Regions from separate parts of the Mus musculus genome. Here region 1 is linked to region 2. Evidence: chromatin contacts called from public promoter capture Hi-C data. All regions are on one chromosome and are shown on one strand. The core of a region is the stretch at or near the end of the contact, and the rest is flanking DNA. Distances in the headings are between cores, read along the strand shown. Region 1 holds the start of Ankrd6 (ankyrin repeat domain 6). Region 2 overlaps Ankrd6 (ankyrin repeat domain 6).

What was found. Promoter capture Hi-C pulls out the DNA fragments that hold promoters and counts their contacts.
Region 1: a contact with region 2 is called in a promoter capture Hi-C map of neural stem cells. The contact joins the promoter of Ankrd6 here to the enhancer-like site in region 2. A contact is called at or near these places in 20 of 39 promoter capture datasets (3T3-L1-derived adipocytes, the C10 cell line, the HPC-7 cell line and 14 more), 19 of 484 Hi-C or Micro-C datasets (Th1 cells, bone marrow-derived macrophages, cerebellar granule neurons and 10 more), 15 of 115 datasets of contacts at active chromatin or transcription factors (bone marrow-derived macrophages, craniofacial prominence, embryonic basal ganglia and 8 more) and 3 of 9 other capture datasets (adipose tissue, embryonic stem cells and liver).

The regions. Positions count from the first base shown.
Region 1 is chr4:32,945,382-32,952,598 of GRCm38.p6, forward strand. It overlaps Ankrd6 (ankyrin repeat domain 6), which reads right to left and starts at 5,445. Exons shown (of 16, transcript NM_001012451.1): 1 at 5,366-5,445.
Region 2 is chr4:32,822,102-32,828,936 of GRCm38.p6, forward strand. Ankrd6 (ankyrin repeat domain 6) reads right to left here. Exons shown (of 16, transcript NM_001012451.1): 4 at 6,609-6,707; 5 at 4,988-5,086; 6 at 2,295-2,393; 7 at 1,305-1,403; 8 at 52-150. Among named protein-coding and RNA genes, the nearest start is that of Lyrm2, 25 kb to the left of the region's middle. Within about 2 kb of position 5,085, at least 15 of the 459 cell types and tissues checked have an H3K27ac peak or open chromatin away from gene starts, as enhancers often do. A contact at or near this core is called in cerebellar granule neurons, cerebellum, cerebral cortex and 2 more, where this site is marked.

The sequences.
Region 1 (7,217 bases), core at 4,195-6,694, 120 kb after region 2:
CTGCTTCAGCCTCCGAAGTGAAATTCAGATTGTATCCATCAGCATAGCCCAGGCTGGTACTCCTTGAATTCAAGGAGAGTGATGTAGCTGGCTCTGGCCAAGCATGGTACGCCTCCACACTCTCTTCTGCCTTGAGCTTTCAGGCCAGGAATCCAAGACAGTGCCATTACAAAGAAGGAGGCATCTTGACCCTTGACTGGCCTGAAGGAGAACTGCCCAGGAGAGCTACCCAGCCTGAAATAACCAACTGGCTTTTGTGTAAACCACCAACTTTACTGGATAAATACTCCCCCGGATTAGACCACTGAGTTCTAGAGCTGTTTGTTACAATGCACAGCATGAATGTCTGGGTGGAAGGGTTTAAGTACAATTTATTAAAAAGGCTTCTAACGTGAAAGTGAATAAAGAAGCATATATGTGAGAAAAGCCTGCAAGTTACAATTCTACCATTTTAGATAAGGAAGGAAAGAAAGAAAGAAAGAAAGAAAGAAAGAGAGGGAGGGAGGGAGGGAGGGAGGGAGGGAGGGAGGGAGGGAGGGAGGGGAGGGGAGGGGAGGGGAGGGGAGGGGAGGGGAGGGGAGGGGAGGGGAGGGGAGGGAAAAGGAAGGCACCTCAGGCTCAGGAACACTGTGATTAGGTAAATTCTAGGTGGTGTTTCACACTCTTTCTAACAATATGCAAATGATGCTCTCTTAACCACGCCTACTGAACAAAGCAGAATACAATGTACAAATACTTTGAAACAAAGAATAAATCTGCTGGGCGTGGTGGCGCGCGCGTGCACACACACACACACACACACACACACACACACACACACACACGCCTTTAATCCCAGCACTCTGGAGGCAGAGGCAGGCGGATTTCTGAGTTCGAGGCCAGCCTGGTCTACAAAGTGAGTTCTAGGACAGCCAGGGCTATACAGAGAAACCCTGTCTTGAAAAAACAAAAAAAACAACAACAACAACAACAAAAAAAGAATAAAACCAAGGCAGGCTCAGAATGAAAGTTTACCTCATCAGGACAGAATGACTTCATTTCAGAGGCTAGCCCTCCAGCTCAGTGGTCAAGCAATGTGCCTAGCAAGTGGAGACAGTGTACTTAGATATAATAATAAATAAATCTTTCATCTTTAGACTGGAGCCCCACCCACCACCACCACCACCACCACCACCCCCTCCCCCACCCCCCCACCCCCCCAGTAAATAACATAGATGCTTGCCTTTCAATCTGAGCACAACTAGATTTTACATCTCTTCCCGGCCCGGGCTTGAGGAGGTGGTGGGAGAGGTAGATGATGTCATCTCAGGTTCTCTGGCCACCCTACACTGTCCCTGAACTCAGTGCCCTGGTACAGACAGGCATCATGAACAGAAATGGCTAATCTGAAATTTTATTTTAAAATACTATTAGGGGGAGAGTGGTATAAGCATATTATAATCTCAAAAATAGAAAGAAACAGGGCTGGAGAGATGGCTCAGTGGTTAAGAGCACTGACTGCTCTTCTGAAGGTCCTGAGTTCAATTCCCAGCAACCACATGGTGGGTCACAACCATCCGTAATGAGATCTGACGCCCTCTTCTGGTGCATCTGAAGACAGCTACAGTGTACTTAGATATAATAATAAATAAATCTTAAAAAAAAAAAAAAAGGCCGGGCATGGTGGCACACGCCTTTAATCCCAGCACTCGGGAGGCGGAGGCAGGCGGATTTCTGAATTCGAGGCCAGCCTGGTCTACAAAGTGAGTTCCAGGACAGCCAGAACTACACAGAGAAGCCCTGTCTCAAAAAAACCAAAAACCAACCAAACAAACAAAAAATAGAAAGAAACAACTTCAAACATACCACTGGATTCAGAGCTCATGCTTTCTCAGCATGCTCTCCATACCCGCTGTAAACCAAAACCCATTTTCTGTCCCTGTCAATCTGACTACTCCAGGTGTGATGCCACATAAGTAAAATCATAGAGTCTGCAAGTCCGTAAGCATACTTCCAGATTCGAGTACTATTCTGGACCCTTGGCTGGGTATTCTGCAGCTGTAATTCACGGGAGTCATCTATCTATTACATTTAACAAGCTGAGTGTACTGAACACATCGTCCCCAAGTGCTGATCCCAGCTGAAGCACTGAGTCCCAAATGTTTAATCCCAGCAGTGGCAGTGGGATCTCTATGAGTTTGAGGCAGCCTGGTCTACTGATCAAGTTCTAGGACAGCCAGACTACAAAGAGAAACCGTAGTGGGGTTGGGGGTGGGGGATAGGGAACACAGCACGGGACTCCCAATCTGTACCTACAATAGCTGGATTTCCAGAGCTGGCTGTTATGGAAAAATTGCTGTGGACAGGAAATGAGAGGGGTGGTGTCCTGAGGAGACACAGGACAGGCACAGGCTAGTGACTGCTAGTGACTGGCTACTTAAACATACCAGGAGCCAGGCAAGCAGATGCCCCCCTCCCCCCATTTGTCATTCAGACACAGTAGGGAGGGAGGACTGCCATGAATCTGAGGCCAGCAGAGTTACATAGCAACACCCTGCCCGTACATAAATAAATACAGCACTGCAAAGATGGCTCGGGGTTAGAGTATTCTCTGCTCTTTCAAAGGAAGAGCGGCCACTTGCTCACAACCTGCTAACTCCAGTCTCCTGATCTCCATGGGCACTGCAAACACACACACACACACACACACACACACACACACACACACACACGGTGCACAGATTTACACAAAGGCAAAACACCCCCCCAAAAAAATCAAATATTATTTTATTTAAAATAAAAATCTCAAAAAATTTTTTTAATTAAATAAATAGAACTTTTACACACATCACTTTTTCAAGTGGAAGCTAAATACCTACCTAGTTGTTTTCACCTACCCACTCCTACCTACACCTAAGAATACCAGGACAAGCTAGCTCCCTTACACAGCAAAGACCCCAGGGCCTCTCCAGGAGGCTTTCCTTCAGGTGAGACTTCAGAGCTTGCTGTTCAACCGTCACTGAAGGGACTCTGACAGAGGCAGGAGGATCTCTGTGTGTTGGGTACACACAGACACCCTGTCTCATGGAAAAGAAAAGAAAAAAGGAACCACTGAAGGAGAGCTGTGTTTATCCTGAAGAAATAACAGTGACAGACAGAACACACTAAGGAACAAAGAGTTGTGGGGTAAAGCCATTGGGAAAGAACACTCGGCGTTTCACCCTTCAGAGCCCTAACAATGTTCTCTTGAGAGCTGTATTTAAAAAAAAAAAACAAAACCTTTTCCCTGAGACACAGGGTCACAAATTACTGTTTTCCAAATTCTTAGGGACTCAAGCAAGCTTTTAAAATTAAAGCCTCTAAGTGAGGGGAAGACACAGTTCTCTACACAGACTGAACACGCCCGAGTCCACCACAGGGAAACCACGGTCTCCCGCTCAAACTGTAAGCTTTCCCTGGCTTCCGCTTTCCTCTTGATATCCTGCTTTTAACTCGAGAATGCTCTAAATTGTTGTGGAAATGTGAAGCAAAGGGGGAATTAAGACGACACGCAGAGCAGTGATTTGATAGGGGTGGGGATGGTAACTGAAGGGTTCCTCGGCTGGGTAATGGGGTACTTGTGCCTGCTAGCTATTCTTGTATTCCATCTCTCTGAGCAAGAGTTCACAGAAGGCACCAGAATCTGTCTGGGTGGAGCAGAGGACTTTGGGAATTAGCTGTGTGCCACGTTGCTAAGCTGAGTTATAGCACAAGCTATTGGGCTTTCATATGGAAGATATCGGCTTTGGAAACACGGATGGGCTAAGGAGAATGCGAAGGTTAACATTTGGTCCTAGCTACCAAGGTCAAACAAGGAGTTAACAAACAAGGCTGGGTGTTTTGTTTTGAGGGCAGAATTTTGCTGTGTATCCCAGGCTAGCCTCAAACTAATGACCCTGCCTCAGCCTCCAGAGGGCTGGAATTACAGGCATGGACCCCCAGCCTGGCATTTTTATAATTTATTTATTCTAGCTGATGTGCATTGGTGTTTTGCATGCATGGCTGTGTGAGGGTGTTGGGTTCACTAGAACTGGAGTTGCAGATATTTGTGAAGTTGTGGGCTGCCACGTGGGTGCTGAGAACTGGCCCTGGGTCCCCTGGAAGAGATGCCAATGCTCTTAACTGCTGAGCCATCTCTCCAGCCCCTTGGGCTAGCATTTTTATTGTGATGGTTTTGATTTTAAAAATCAGCTTTGGTTAGACTTCTCAACAATTTATAACTAACTGTTGTCTGGTGTCCAATTTTCCCTCATTTTTTTTCTCAGACTGCTCCTTCCCTCAAGCTGAGAGGGCAGAAACCCCTCCTAATTGTAATATGAATTCCTAGTTTATTTATGTTGTGTGTGTGTGTATGAACCTCAGCCCATGAAGAGGTCAGAGGACACCACGACTGGTGAGAGAGTCAGTTCCACCTTGTCACACCTTCTGCGAATCAAACTCCAATTGTCTGGTGGCAAGAGTCTGCCAGATGAGCCATCCTCTGGCCATTGTATTCTCAGGATAAAACAAAACAAAACTTACTCACCATATGCTAAGTATACAATCAGGGTAACAAAGGAAGTTAATTATCCCAACTACTCACGTAACAGATATTTTAAAGATGAGAAACCGTTAGTCAGTATCAATCTGAACACTTGGGACAACCTCGCACCTGGGTGTGATTGGTCACTGTCCAAGTTCTTTCCATTACATTCAATCAGTATCAATTTAATACACATGGCTACCACCAGCCAAGAGCCTCGCCTCACAGGAACGATGCCCGCCATAAAGCCTGATGTCAACTTCAAGGTTATGTATGATGCTTTCAGTTCACAGCTCTAACTATTAAGGCTTGAAGACGTGGGTTTTCCAGTCGCACACCTAACTGGTGGTTTCACAACTCAGTCTCATGCCATCAAAGTGGTAAACACACACACACACCTTACCACCACGTGAATTCTCTCAATGCACTTCGGGGGAAACGTTCTTGGCCAGCTTCACAAAGTACAACTCCTTTTGGATCAGCCATAATGATCCCCCTTCTCTCCAGCTCCCCAAATCTACAGGAAGCGATACATTTCAATGCCCTAGGCAAGTAAGAGAATCCTGAGCCCGAAAGGCGGCGCACAAGGCCCTAAGGCCCCGCGGGACCAGCCGTGCTCCAAACGACCGTGGGAACTGCCCTTGCCCTGGGCTGCGGAAGAGTTTGCAGGGCAAGCACTTCCCCACACGCGCGACGTCGAGAGCGCCCGGAGCCAGACGGCCACTAAGGAGCGCGCCCCTGCCAGCGACGCCCCCTCCCAGTGTCCCCATGAGCGCTCCTGGAGGATTACTAGCACTCGCAGGAGCCGGCGACTATGCCCAGTACCTTTCGCTCCCGCGCCGGCCGGCCGCTCCGCACGGAGCTCGCGGGCCGCTGCGCTCCTTGCCCGCAGCCGCTCGCCCCACGCTCCACCGCGCGTGGCCTGGATGCCTGAGGGCCCCGCCGGCCCCGCCCCATACTCCACGCCACGCCCCTCGGGCCACGCCCCACCCGGCTGTCCGCAGGGCTACAGCGCCCCGCAGCGGCCGCTGGTCATTGCACACGATCCTCCCGAACCGCACATCCCGGAGGTGCGGGGTGGCTCCCACTGGGACCCACGAGCAGCGGGAGGACACCCGCGCTGAGGGCTGTTTCCTCAGCGGCATCGGGCACCAGGCGCACCAATTGGATGGACTGAGCGGAGAACCCTCCAGCCCTCCACCTGTGGCCGGCTTTCTGGAGCCGATGGAAACCGAGGAAGCTGCTGCAAAGAGAGGGTCGGGCATCCTCTCTCCCGCTGCTGCCTGGTGAAGGACCAGCAGGGACATCAGTCCTCACCCGCGGGTTCCAAGTACGCCTTACATACTGTTGTCTTGACTGTTTTTGTCTCTCACTGCCACAGCTACTTTTTCAGTACCTAAAAGAGCTCCCCGGGCAGCATAAACTAGGGGGTTACACTCCAACAAATGTCTGCAACATCTGGCCTATGTGAGCCTGCCTCAAGAAGAAAAGAAAAAGAACAACTTACTGAGCGATTTAGGAGTGTGGTAAGCCTGGAGCCTAATGTAAACAAAAGGTTACTTCAAAGAATGTGTTTATTTCAAATTCATAGCAGTCCCAATGACCAGGCTCAGATAATCAATGCTATTTCCAGCCTTATATGAATGCCATTCTACTCAAGAAAAATCTCATGGGGTTGGCTGCTCAGGACTTAGTGGGTAAAGTGCGCTCTGATGAAGCATGAGAACCCAAATTCAAATCCCTCAGCACCGATATACATATAAATGCAAGCAAGAAAGTTAACACACATACATGCACACATGCAGGCATGCATGCGCGCGCATGTGCATGCTCTCTCTCTCTCTCTCACGCACGCGCACACGCACACGCGCACACGCACACACACACACACACGATCTGATGACAAATGAGTGATGGAACCTTTTGCTCACAGAGGTGGAGAGGTCAGCAGGTAGAACGGTGAACATGACGCTTCGATCTTACCTGAGGCTGGTGATAAATTTACGGTGAAGCGATTTTTTTTTTTCACACCCTCTCTGGAATATAGCTGGGTTTCAAGGAGAGAACCTCCTTTTCCTTAGAGTATCTGTTTCCTTTTGCCTCCTGAAAGCTTCAAACAGGAGACACTCCAAAACCCCCTCCCCGCCCACCCTAGAAGAGAGTTAAGCACTTGATCCTCCGAAACTATTTGGGAATGCTCCCCCACTCTGCGCCCCCTACCACCCTCGCCGCCACCACCACCACCACCCACCACCCACCCCCAACCCCCGTCCGCCGTTCCCTCCCAGTCTCAGCAGCTGTTTTATTTAGCAAAGTGTGAAAACTCTTCTGGGAGAAATTTGTTTTCAATCTTGTCACTCCCAACCTGAAACTGTTAGGAGAGGCGCCTGTCCTGTCCCTACCCACTAAGAGCTCCAGGTTGCTCTGCGAGCAGGTCTCAACTAAACTCCAGAGCTCCCGACGTAAAGTATGTAAACGTGACATTTCAAAGTAATTATTTCTCTTTTATCCACAGTGAGAAATCCTCTCCCCTCCCTAAGGATTGACACGCAGTTAACAGTTGAGTGGGGGGAGGGGTTCTTCAGTGTTGTAACTCTCATGAAGGAACCATGATTCCTCCTGTAAACAGTCTCAGTGAAATTCATTGGATGGGTCGTTAAAATTTGAAAAATAAAAA
Region 2 (6,835 bases), core at 3,835-6,334:
GCTCCTTAGGACCTTCGAGTCCGTGGAACTCATTGCTGCGGTTCAACTTACATTGTTCACAATGGTTGTGTCAGCACCAGCTTCCAGCAGGACTTTAACTACCTTCTTGTGATTTAGGGCAGCAGCCACATGGAGGGCCGTGTCTCCAGCCTGCAAGCAACCAGAAGATAGCTTGTTCATCAGACCCATTGGCTCTAGGCTAGCTATGCATCTCTGCCTAGGATGTTCTCTAAATCCAAGCAAGACTTGACACAAGAACATGACGTTCTCCGTGCAAGCCTGGGAGAGACCCCAAAGCTGAATGGTCAATGCGTTCACCATACTCCTTCCTGCCCGAGGAAGCCGGAAGCCACAAACCAGGATTACATTTGTAGGGGTGAAAAGGACCAGATGGGTAGCTCAGAATGGGGGGGGGCTCAAAGCTTCTGGGAGACAGGCTTGGGGGGGGGGCTAAGATCAGGTCATCCTGTGTATTAGCCTAGGGAGATCAGAGTTAGAAGCATTGGCTTCACTGGGGGTAGTGACACACGCCTTTAATCCCAGCACTTGGGAGGCAGAGGCAGGCAGATTTCTGAGTTCGAGGCCAGCCTGGTCTACAGAGTGAGTTCCAGGACAGCCAGGGCTACACAGAGAAACCCTGTCTCAAACAAACAAGCAAACAAACAAACAAAGAAGCATTGGCTTCTGAGCTGGGACTGGGGAAAGGTTGAGAACTCGTGCCTGCCCCTCAGTCAGCTGTGGGGACCGGGGACCCCAGGAAAGTTCCTCTGCAGGCCCAGGCTTTGGTTAAAGCTCACTGCTTCCTGCATTCCACCTCCAGCCTTCCCATTTTCATATTCTCTTATACGAAGTGTTCCCAGATGACCAGCCCTGAAGGAAGAGTTCCCAAAGGCTCAATTTTAAAGAAACAGGAGACTCAGCGGCTCACAGAGAAGCGGCAGTGGGGGAACGGAACAGTGGAATTCCTGAGGCACCTGTTGCCCTGGCTTCTTTTCTATACCACACTCCTTTTTGTAGGTTTTCTTGGTAAAATCCCAGTGTAAGCAAAAGGCACGGCAAGCTCTCCCCAAAATGCTCACTCTGTAACTGTGGTCACATGCACTGGATTGGTAAAGATGCAGGTCCGAGGATGGAGGCGGCCAGGTAAGCCAGGGCCACTGTAACTGTAACAATGGAATGCCCACACGGAACAGTGCTGGTGGGGTCCCAGACAAGTCGGAAGGCAACACTTCCCGGCAGCCCCTACCCCATTAGGCTGCCCTTGTGGGGACAGTGCCGTGGCATGAAGAGGTGCACGCACTGACCTGGTTCTTTTCATGGACAGAGCAGAAAGCATTGAGGAGGAGTCTGACGACGGACAAGTGGTTATACCGCGCAGCCACGTGCAGACAGGTGTCCCCTGCCTGTGGACAGAACGCCAACTTCAGCAGTCAGCAGTTACAACAACAACAACAACGGTCATCACTTAGGAGCTGGCAGACAACGTCTGTCGAGGGAGCGTGAACCTGAACTATACACCAGTCCTATAACATAGCTGCTCCAATCCCAAGAGTCTTTGCTTCGCTTTTGTGCATATAAAACTAGATGCCCACTTCCCACGAGCACGTTGGAAAAGCTAACGTGGGTGATAATGGAGCCTGCCTGACCTCCTGTACAATACAAAGTGTCTGAAATAAATGAAGTGAAGACCGACAGTCAGTCGCTCTGCCTGCTCATGAGAAGGGCACTGCAGTTACCAACAGCTGCCCTTTGAAGAGGCTCGGTACTGAGTACCACAGGATGGCCCTGCCTGGCACTGTCCCCTCGGCAACAATACAACCTTCTATGTGGCCAGACATTCTTAAAGCATTTATACAAGTGGTTCTCAACCTTCCTAGTGCTGTGACACTTTAATGCGGCTCCTTATGTTGTAGTGACCACAACTGTAAAATTATCCTCTGTGATACTTCATTACTGTAATTTTGCTACCGTTATTAATTAATTGTAATGTAAATATTTTTGGAGATAGAGGTTTGCCAGAGCCGTCGCGACCCACAGATTGAAAACTGCTGACGTACTGGCTTTTCAGTCCTGACAGACACATAGTAAAGGAATGCTAAGGTGAACTTGAGGCATAAGTGGGAAAAGCAGCATTTTCCCTAAGCAACCCCTCAGAAAACAGCAAAATCCTAATTTAGAGATTAGGCCCCAAACACTCTCACTTCAGTTTCTAGCTATTAACAGACTCTGCTCTGGAGGCATTCTTTCCCAAGGTTATGTAACAGTGCTCGTGAGAGCCTGGTACTTTCACCCACGTTGTTTTTGAGGTCAGCCCGGGAGCCGCCCAGCAGGAGGATGCGAGTGCTCTGGGAGTGACTATTCTGGCAGGCCAGGTGCAGAGCTGTGTTCCCTGCCTTGGAGAGACAGAGAGAAGGGAGGACAGTTAGCAGCATAGACCTGCGCAGACCTGCAGTGCACAGATACTTACTCAGGGAGAAGTCAGCCACTGTCACATTCTGCATCGTGACAGGGATCCCAGCTGCTGTCTCAGATACAGGAACCGTGACTGTAGAGTCCCCTCTGTCCCTAAACCTTGGCTCCGAGCCCCACCTCTGCCCCTCATGAGTTAAAGCCATTCAGAAAAACTCTTCACTCGCTTAGCCCTGACTGCTTTACCAGAAAACAGAGCTTGAGCCTCCTTCATGAAGCCCTGAGCAGGAGTCCTTGGTGCTTGTATTTTCGGAATCACAAGCATGTGTACAGTGCTGAACCCATCTCAGAGAGGACTCTGTCCATCGAGGGCAGTAGCTGTGCTACGAACATTTCCTGGAAGGGGAGGCTGACATGTGACTTGTAGGCCTGCGTTGAGATGCCTGCTTTGAGATGCCTGTTTTTAAATATAAACACTTGAACTATGGAAAAATGTTGACCTAAGGGGCAATATTGTTGTTTACCATACTTAAACAGCACCTCAGAAGAACGTCAACAAAAATTTTGCAAATGCCATGGTGTGAACTGAACACTTTGATTCCAGGGGAACAGGGTCCTAACAGCTGCCCATATTTTCTCATTACTTCACAGGAAGAATAGGCGAGGCGTTCTGAGCACACAGCCAACTGCAGGCTCAAGGCTCTGTCCTGCTGAGCCTGAGTGCTGGGATGGCACCTGCCCACAGCTTTGTGCATCCCTCCCTCACTGCTCTCCTCTGGACCTCACAGCGCTGGCTTCAGAAACCCCAGGGATTGCGTTTCTTTTGAAAAAGGATACTACAACATTTGAAGTACACAACAAGCAAGCTGTCTAAGTCTCACATTCTCTCTGGTCACCAGACCTGGCTTACAGTTGGGTTTTTGTTGATGTATTTTGTTAGGTTTTTGTTTGTTTGGTCAGCTTGGTTTGTTTGTTTTTGTTGTTGTTGTTGTTGTTTTGTTTGTTTTTGTTTTTAATTCTCCTACAACCTATTGTGCAGTTAAGCTGAGAAGCCCTAAGGTTAGCTCTCCACAGCAGGGCATCTATTGATGTCTTAAATGCTCTTGATCACTGAGCTGTTTGTTGACTTCAAGGCAGCGGTTAAATGTGTGCTGAGAAAACAAGTGAATGAAAGAAACCCAACAGGTCCAGAAAGATGGTATATTCAAGTTTACTTTGCCACTAAGAAAATAACCATTGGCCGGGCGTGGTGGCGCACGCCTGATCTATAAAGTGAGTTACAGGACAGCCAGGGCTACACAGAGAAATCCTGTCTCGAAAAAAAACAAAAACAAGAAAGGGAGAGAGAGAAAGAGAGAGAGAGAGAGAGAGAGAGAGAGAGAGAGAGAGAGAGAGAGAGAGAGAGAGAGAGGAAGGAAGGAAGGAAGGAAGGAAGGAAGGAAGGAAGGAAGGAAGGAAGGAAGGAAGGAAGAAAGAAAAGAACCATTTATGAAAGAGCATTTTGGGAAATCCTCAGCCTCCTTAAACACTGGCCACTCAGTGAAGGAAAGGGTAACCCCTTCTCAACACCACACCCTTATCAGAACCTCTACAGATATCCTAAGCGTTCTGACCACGCTCCTTTTATTTTTTTTTAAATAACATAGGTCTCTTCTCCTAAAGGCTGAAGAAATAATCAGTCCAGTTTAGAAATTTTGGAAAAGGCACAAAAGTAAAAATAACATCAAAAATTAGTAAATCTAAATTGAAATAGATAGCCACTGTTAATATTTGGGTGATATCTTCCCAGGCTTAGTTTTTACAAACTATAAATTCCCATTAGCACTGAGGCACATATCTGTGCCGTGCTCTTTCACAACTCCTAACATTATCATTAAAACTGTGACTTAAATGACTTAATTAGGGTTGACTCTGATGGAGGGACTTCATATTCCTCTCCTGCATTCTGTGCTACTTTGCTTATTGCTATCATAGACAGACTCAAGGATAAAGTTTTCTTAGCACACCTCACTGCTTTAAGAACAGAAACCTCAGAAGCTACCATGCAAATAGATAAGAACTTCTTTCCTTTTAGGTGATGCAGGGAATTGACCTGGGGACCTTGGGCATGGCAGGCAAGTGAGCTATTCCTGAGCTATATCCCCAGTACAATAGGACCATTTTGGCTTTATAACTTGCCTCCAAAAGCAGCTGTTCCAACCCCATTCCCCTAGCCCACTCTATTGTAACGCTGTAATTATCGATTAGCATTTTCGTTCTTTGCTGACATTTTTCATGCCAGCTCTCTACTGCTGTCCTGTTATAATAGCATCAAAGATGACAAGGACAGGTTCTCAGCAGCAGCAGCCAGGGGTTCTCACACCAGCATGGTCTCATCACTGTGGAATGCTTCCCCTGCCTGGAGCACCAGCCAACCCACCTCTGCAGAAAGTCGTCTAGGTGAGGCTGCCTCTGCAAGGTTCTCCATGCCCCAGTGAGCTTGACCCGGTGCTTCTCATGGATAGGAGACAAACGGGAATAAAGATTCCCACAACCCACTTCTCATCTGCCAAGGAGGAGGTCAGCTGCTGGGCCTCACCTTGTTTCTGGCAAGCACATTGGCTCCGGCTTTAACGAGCAGCTTGGCTGACTGGCTGAATCCGTGCCAGGCGGCTTCATGCAGGGCTGTATTCCCATCCTGAGTGACACACAGGCAAGACAACACATCACCCAGGCTCTGGTTCATCTCACCCAAACACCCTGCTACAGTAGCTACAGGGCCTTCTGCAACCAGTGCCCATCAGAACCACAGAGCACAGGAGAACATCTGAGTGGCCAGTCTCTGCTCTCCTAGAAACAGCAGGACAGGGGCTATTCTGGACACGTGGAGGAAAAATGGCCTCCAGAGATGTAGTGGGTGGGCCAGGGCATAAGGCTCCTTGGAAGCATGCCTTCCAGAGCCTCCCACAGCTCTGTCTGTAGAAAACAGCATGCTTGGGATGGCTCACTGTCATTCCTCCTTCCCAGTTCCTCTGTCCCCCTAGGCTCCACTGTGTTCCTGATACCAGAAAACACCCTGAAAAATGGGCCTTATTACATAGAAAATACCCCCAATCCCATTTCTTCACACACACAAAGTATTTATTTAGTTATTGAAGATAGAGTCTCACTATTTAGCACTGGATGACCTAGAACTTGATATATAGACTAGGTTGGTCTCAAATCCAGAGACCCTGTGAGAGCTAAGATCAAAGGCATGCAACACCATATCCTTGTCTTTGTCAAGATTTAGTGGTCTCTGGCTTAGCATTAAGCCCCAGGACTCTAAAAGACCAGTCATCAAAGAAACACTGATTATAAATAAGCTAACCAAGGCTTCTAGATACATGGCTTTTAAATATAAACTAATAAAATGGCTCCCATTGGCTTAAGTTACTAGGAGACAGGGAAAGAAAGACGAGCAAGCAGGGACATACATGTAGCTCCAGTCTGTTGTGCTCAGACAAGGATACAGTCTCCAGTTACACGCAACGAAAGATGTGCACAAAAGAGGTAAGGCCCAGTGCACGTGGCACCCAAAAGAGGAGAGCCATGGGTCCAGAGCAGAGGAGTAGGGCAATGCTGGGGAGGGCAAGAGGTCCCCAGGCCCAGCTGGAGCCACTACTGGAGCAGCAGCAGCAGAAAGACAGGAAAACAGAAGGGCTCTGGGCTCTGGACGAAGCACTCCTGAGCCAGGGCCCTGGGATGCAGGGAGGAATCTCGTATATCACTTCCTGTCAGCCCACTTTTCTGCCTGTCACCTCTTAATGAAAAGCTGGGGCTTGGGAGAAAGACACAGAGGCCACAAGGCACTAAATACAAACATTCACATTCTGAGATTTGACCATTTAAAAAACACAGGGCTAGTATACTATGTGTCATTGGGATTCTTATTAGAAAGAAATGATTGGTTTTTTTTTTTTTGTTTTCTTCTTCAATAGCTAGAAAATTTAACCTGCTTGCTCAATCTAAAACACTGAGCCCCTGAGGGTGCCTCTTCCTCTCTCTCTCACCTCCAGTTTTTAAACACACACAACATCTGGAGTCCCAGATATTCTTTCAGAGATATCTAGGTTGACCTCTCTGGTTGCCTGGGAGAGGGGTAGCATCCTGACCATTCCACAGTGAGTCAAGCTGGCTCCTCAGCTGACTGTGGAGTCAGCCCTTACCATCCCACTCACCTTGTCCTGTCTGTCCAGGGCACACCCCTCCCGGATAAGCGCTGTGAGGATCTCGGTGTTTCCCACCACAGTGGCCCGGTGCAAGGCTGTCTGGTCCCCCTACAAAACGACATAGAGGCAAGAACAACAGATATCTCTAGCAGTCCCATATCGCTCCTTCCTTAAGCCAGTCTCTGGGGTATCTCTTATCTCCGCCAGGAGGAGACTGGTTCCTTGCAGAAGGGCTG